Regions from separate parts of the Bombyx mori genome. Here region 1 is linked to region 2. The links are chromatin contacts, called in public Hi-C maps. All regions are on one chromosome and are shown on one strand. Each heading gives the region's core, a stretch centred on a gene start, on an enhancer-like site or on the middle of the called end of the contact. The rest is flanking DNA. Distances are from core to core; before and after follow the strand shown.

Evidence for each region. Hi-C and Micro-C count contacts between places; a contact is called where the count stands out from the background.
Region 1: a contact with region 2 is called in a Hi-C map of middle silk gland, with 2.0 times the contacts expected there. The contact joins two enhancer-like sites. A contact is called at or near these places in 2 of 7 Hi-C or Micro-C datasets (middle silk gland and whole pupa).

The regions. Positions count from the first base shown.
Region 1 is chr17:11,975,168-11,978,802 of ASM3026992v2, forward strand. The region is part of intron 2 of LOC105842473; the gene reads left to right. Among protein-coding and RNA genes, the nearest start is that of Mir3208, 12 kb to the right of the region's middle. Within about 2 kb of position 1,849, at least 3 of the 8 cell types and tissues checked have open chromatin away from gene starts, as enhancers often do.
Region 2 is chr17:11,767,167-11,770,558 of ASM3026992v2, forward strand. The region is part of intron 3 of LOC105842471; the gene reads right to left. Among protein-coding and RNA genes, the nearest start is that of LOC101746544, 50 kb to the left of the region's middle. Within about 2 kb of position 2,140, at least 1 of the 8 cell types and tissues checked has open chromatin away from gene starts, as enhancers often do.

The DNA.
Region 1 (3,635 bases), core at 599-3,098, 210 kb after region 2:
TAAAATACGGAAAAAAAAGATTATTTAAATTATTATTTTTAAATTATAAAAATTCGGTGCTCTACTATAAGAGAAAAAACAAGCTGTATTATGCTATATTAGGCACTAAGCTATGCTGTGAGCTTGAAATGGCGATAGGCAGGCCACGTGGCAAAGAATGAGTGACGATAGATGGGACTTCTCGGCTGAAGTCATGGCCAGGCCTTCGGAGAAATAGAAAAAAGGAAGACCTAGAAGCAGATAGGCTAACGACATCTAAGGCACGGCTGGTAAACTGTGGATGGAAAAGGTCACAGATAGAGACTATTGGGTATCTTTGGAGGGGGGCTTTACCCTCAAACAGAAGGGTTCACGCTAATTTAAACTGAAAATAAATCAATCCAAAGTAATTAAATAAAAATAATAGACTAGTACCTAACAATTTAAAAATAAAATAAATAAGATTATGTAAAATGTATTTTTTTTTTTGGGGTGAAATAAAAGGCTTTCTTATTTCATATAAAATACTATCACTTATTTATGACGGGAGTCATCATAGTACATAAAATATTTGACAGATGCCTGAATCTCACTAGCGATATATTACAAGTCGCGAACAACAACATTGGGACCGCCGGTCCGACGAACAATATCACTCCTTCGTTAAAAGACTGCCTTTGTCGTTACCTCATGAACAAGCTTATTTGCTCTTTGTTTGAATGTTTAATATATACTTACGTATGCATATATTTAAATATATATAAAAATCTATATTTATTTATTTATTTCACTTCATGTAAAATTTATACTGGCGGACTTAATGGCAAGTCATTCTTTACTAGTCAACCAAAGGTAGTGCAGAGTGCTAGGTGCAATGAAATTTATATTAAATTACAAATACATACACAAAAATATATACATACCATAAATAAGCGTAAACGTATAATATATATACACATATACATACATACATACATATAATAGTTTAAAAAGTAGTAAATATTTTGTATTTACTTGCATATTTTTAGTATTTATTTGTATTTAATCGTATGTAAGTCTATCTTGTATTGTATTTATTTTTCACATGTGTATATAAGTATATATTTTTATGTAAGTTTATTAAGATATAGCACCGTCCACGCTAGCTTGCTTATTCCTCTCCCTGCAAGGTTGCCTGGAAGAGATCGCTTTCAGCGATAAGGCCGCCAATTTATGTCAGCGTCTATTATTTGTTTTATATGTTTACTATGTACATGTGGTGTTAAATAAAGATTTATATTATTATTATTATTACTTTTTATATCAGTCTGAAGTCTCCACAGGGAATCTATCGGGCAAGATGAACGTGTGTGACTTATATCCGGTTATTGTTATTATTATGATTATTATATTCTTCTATCAAATAACCTAAATCATAGTAATACATCATATTATATTAAAGGCTTACCGAAATGTTGTTAAACATCTATCAATTCAACAATCAGTCAAGATAGAACCTCTGATAAATTAATAACATAAATTATTATTACCGTATTTATTTCATGCTGTCTTGTTCGCACCATGTACGTTCTCATCACAAATGAGCCTAATATTTAACTGTACTGACACTAGTGGAATAATAAACATGATATATGACTACTTACAGCCAGACGTTTTGGCGCCGCGCCCGTTTTCAATCGATGGAGCTCCCGTCCAGATGGATTTTATAAGGCAACATCCTTTATGGCTTTAGAAATATTGTAGTTATTATGTCGGCGAGGTCAGCGTTATCCCACAAAATGCTTTCCTTCTATTTTTGTTCGAAATACATTTTGCAATGTAAATAACGGCGTAGGTCTACGACGCAGCTCTACGTCGTAGGTCTACGACGTAGCTCGATGACTACGTGCGACGTAGCGTTAATTCTACGCTACGAAAACAAACCGCTTGAATTATTAATGGACAATTTTAAGTGTCTAAGAGTTACCTGGGTTACCTTAAGGAGTAGTACTAGTGGGAAATAAGTGACATGGTCCGGCATATATGTATGTATGTGATGCACCTGATCAAGACACGATCCAGTTTATAAGGATTTTGTGAGGCGAACTATATAATATTATGCCCAAAGGAGAACTTCAATATTTACAATGGATGAATGATGGAATTTTTTTTTTTTGTCATAGCAACACGACTTCATAGCAGTATAGCGTTAAATAAAACGTATATTGTATTGAACAGCCGGAAATTTCATTTGAAAAATATATATATTTTTTTCTTTTTTATTTATTGCTTAGATGGGTGGAGGAGCTCACAGCCCACCTGGTGTTAAGTGGTTATTTTTTTTATTTTTATTGCTTAGATGGGTGGACGAGCTCACAGCCCACCTGGTGTTAAGTGGTTACTGGAGCCCATAGACATCCACAACGTAAATGCGCCACCCACCTTGAGATACAAGTTCTAAGGTCTCAAGTATAGTTACAACGGCTACCCCACCCTTCGAACCGAAACGCATTACTGCTTCACGGCGGAAATAGGCGGGGTGGTGGTACCTACCCGTGCGGACTCCCAAGAGGTCCTACCACCAGTGAAAAATATTATATACAATTTATATACAATATTGCACAACATTACAACAGTTGCGCATACAACTTGCGTTTGTTTTAAGTACAAAAAGCAATCTTATATGGAACGAATTAGTGCTCCGTACATCCCGAATAATGGCTTATTAAAATTATGTTTATTAGTACAATAGAATATTTGAAAGTAACACTAACATTAAATTTAGAAAAATCTGTTTTAAATTACATCATTTCATACCTTATCCGTTACCCTAGTGTCGTAATAGAAGAGATTATGTTTATTAATTCGAAATTATCGTCAAGAAATAAGAATGTATATAAACTTTAAAATAATCTCGGTACGCTCATGTTCCAAGATCGTTTGATATTTCCTCAACGTTACCCGGAAACTATCTCTGCATAATACATCCAATATCAACTCAGTGATTCCTATTTGTGAATAAAAGAATTGGCCGTCAAACTCGCTTCCAACAATAACAACAGTATGTAAAAACGTACGGAAATATACCGTTTGCATAAATATGTATCCAGTATAACTGTAGATGTACTTCCAAAGGCGGAATGTATTACGTATTTGTAAAAGTTTGAAAAAACCTTTATGTAATTATTTCCAGATTTGTAATCATCTTAGGATTTATCTTATATATTATAAGTTAAAAGGATGAATACAGGATTTATCAAACGGACCAATTACTCCTATAGTTACAGTTAGTATTATTTATAATATATACTCTAAACATCGACAAAGGCATGTTAGATCAGAATAAAAATTCCAAATCGATCGATTCAATCCGCACGTCATTCATAAATTAATGTCAATATAAACTTTAATACCTAGATCGTATCGTATTGTATAATCGTATACGACATAATAATAACACTAATATTATTCTTTGCTATCCTATTATATAGCTATCTTATAATCAAACTTCTTTTTTTTTCCTCCCAAAGCTGATAGCCTTGAGAGGCTATATCAGCGTCGCCTTAACTAGTAGGTGAGCTCACGGGGCTCAAATCTGATGACGTTGCTAACACGAACCCTAGCAAGAGCCGTGCTTCGCAAAATCTACCACCGGATCGGAAACGCGATCCACCAAA
Region 2 (3,392 bases), core at 890-3,389:
CAGAACGGGTATTTGGGTCACAAGGCTAGCATTCGTGAGCCCGGGTCATCATGTACCTAATACTGTGTAAATAGCAGCTATTTTCGAGCCATCATTCTTGATTTGACACGTGAAATAATCGGTTCTGTTGTATCGTGGTAGAATGCAATTAAAATATGTAATTTAGATATACTCACGGAACGTAATTATATACGTACGGAATTTGTAGTGTAGTTATTTAACACCTTTCAAGCTAAAATGTCCGAGAGGTATCAAGTGGTTGATAATATTTTCAATTCAAAACTTCATTTAATTTGAAACTAGATGATGACCGGTTTTGTTTTTGATAACGCCATCTTGTTGTGTCTTTAAAGCGGTTAGTTGCCCTCAATTAAGAAAAATAGTATTATTATTCGCCAATAGATGTCGGGAAGAGTTGATTATTGAAAACACGAATAAAACAACATTTTCTGAAATTAAATCGTAGGTAGATCGATTTATCGCCCCCGAAATCCCCCGTATACTAAATTTTATGAAAATCGTTAGAGCCGTTTCCGAGGTTCAGTTTATATATATTTACAAGAATTACTCGTTTAAAGGTATAAGAATAAGATACACAATGATAACGTTAATAATATTTGTTTACCATCTAAGCTTACTTTTCCTTTTACAAAAAAAAATATAGTACATTGAGTTGTAATAAAAATATTTCTTATTATTAGGCTCTTAAGATTGTCTTCGGCATTCGCGAGTCATAGACAAAATTATACCACATTTACGATATTACCTCGCTTTTTTTAATTGCCTTTTCAATCGTCCTTTGTACTGTTTTCCGTTATGTATGCAATTCAATGAAATGTTGACATCACACGACCACTCTATCAAGAGTGACACGATTGAAAAGATGAAGAACGGGGTGTATATTAAAATGTCCTATAGTGAATTAACTTTAAAAGTCTTAACAATGTATCCCGGTTTTCTAAGTTTTAATTATCAAACGGCTAATTCTAAAAAAAGATACATTTCAATTTAATAAGGTATATTATATTTAAATGAAATTTGTTTGAGTGACTCAAATTGAATATTATTTGAAACATTACGGGATTATGTACACCACTTTTTTAATGATTTTATTCATTAATCTAGAGAAAATCTTTATAGGGTCTTCTAGATATTCATGATTCGAAAGACGATTAGCAACCAACTTATTTTCAGAACAAATGTAATATGACCTTCCTATGCAGAGTTCAATATCAAAATTAACCGTACCTTCTCTGCTTTAACGATTACTAATTTTAAAATTATTTAAGCTATTCCCTAAATATTTCTGAGTGTCCTGTCACATTAATTTTATCTCGGCCTACGATCTAGCTCCACGGCTTATCTCGGTTAAATTCGTTACTGAAGCCCATAGACATCAACAACTTAAATTCCGTCACATATACAATGACTGCCCCGCCCTTTAAATTAGAAAGCATTACTGCTTCGCCGCAGACATAGGTGGGATGGTGATGCCTACCCGCGAGGTCTCAAAAGAGGACCTACCACCAGTTATTAAATTAATTAAATATTGATCGCCCGATTGATTAAATTAGTACATTATATGTATTAAAAAAAATACACTGTCATCAAGATTTTATTGAGATTCGAATTCAACAAATTTCACTTACAGCTAGTTAATACTCGGTACTTCAAACGGTAGAAATGTAAACTCACATGTGGCATGTATTGATTGTATGCGAGTTTATTATATTGTCTCAGTCGTTACACTAGTAGTTCCTGAATGCGTATCAAGTGAATATTTACAAAAAAATACTATCCATATTTTAAATCTTCTAACATAATATGTATATTGATGAACTAATGTACGCTTCATAGCATATTTGTTGTTTGATTGTTTTTTGCTATAAATCTAGTCACCGACCGACAAAGGTACATGATACTTTTAAAAAAATACAAATTTTACATTAAACTTGTTACTGAGATTTAAAAAATAGCCGAGAGCAATTCTCTCTATTTAAGGTACTTTAAGCTACAAAAATGTAATTTTATTGTTCCTTAAAACTTACTCAAAGTATTATTTCATACAAAAAATCCTACAGTCGTTAGCACGTACACAACTTGCCGCTACATAAATCTCGTAGCAACTCTACGGTACATTGCTACGGTGTCTACGACGCTACGCTGTTTGCTACGTTAAGCACTACGTGCAAACTTGGAGCATTACCGAGATGAAACCTCTTTAGATTAGTTCTGAGATTTTACATATGGATTTAATATTATAATGTTAGCTTTGTTATTTTAGCTTTAGCTTTAGTCTTGTTTGAACCTACTCATCTCATTGTGACTTCATCATCTTACTAAAAATCGTGTCCCTATTCTTAAAAAAAGAGTAAAATTATTTATCTCTTATTATACAAACTAGACGATGACCGAGCTTAGCTCGGTATTTTTTTTATATTTTATATGAAAAAGACACAAATAATATAAATAAACAATTCATTTTCTTGGTCTAACCTTAAAGCAAACACTCATTGGCTTCGGGTGGCTTAACAACGCCATCTGCTGAAATAGCTTAATAGTATTATTATTCACCAATAGATGTTGGGAAGAGTCAATCGATAAAGTTGAAAATTGAAAACACGATTAAAACAACATTTTCTGAAAATAATTCGTAGCTAGATCGATTTATCGCCCCCGAAATCCCCTCTATACTAAATTTTATGAAAATTGTTGGAGCCGTTTCCGTTGGAGCCGTTTATATATATATATATATAATCTGAATCTCGGAAACGGCTCCAACAATTATATGCATATCTATACAAGAATTGCTAGTTTAAAGGTATAAGATTCGTAAAAAAAATTGAGACAATTTTTTTAAATTTAGAATAAGAATAGTAAACCTGATACGCCAATATTAACTGTAAAAGTACACACAAGTAAAGGTTGGTTTACGTAGGTGACATTTAAGGATTGACGTCACCCTGTCCCAGTTACGAGCTTAGCCAGACCAAGCAGAAATAATAGGTTGTGCTAAAGCCCGAAATGTTTCACTACCCAACGCCTAGTGATAGAGCTCTAAGAAATAAAATAGGTGTATTGAAATCGTGTGAACGCTCTGAACAATGCTGCTATAAATAGTAACCATTTACGAAGTTATCGCGGCTTAAAGGATAAGGCGCCTGGTGTTCTCGTATCGAGCAATGCGACTGTGCCAATGTTCAAATCTCACAAACGGATACCATTTTTTTTTTTCTAATCAAACAATACGTAATTAACGCATGATCAAGAATAACTTACACGACAAAGGAATAATAACGTAAAATAAAAATCAAATCCTAAAAATATATATAATCAATCAATCAGTGGTAGGACGTTTTGTGACTATGCACGGGTAGGTACTATCTATTTTA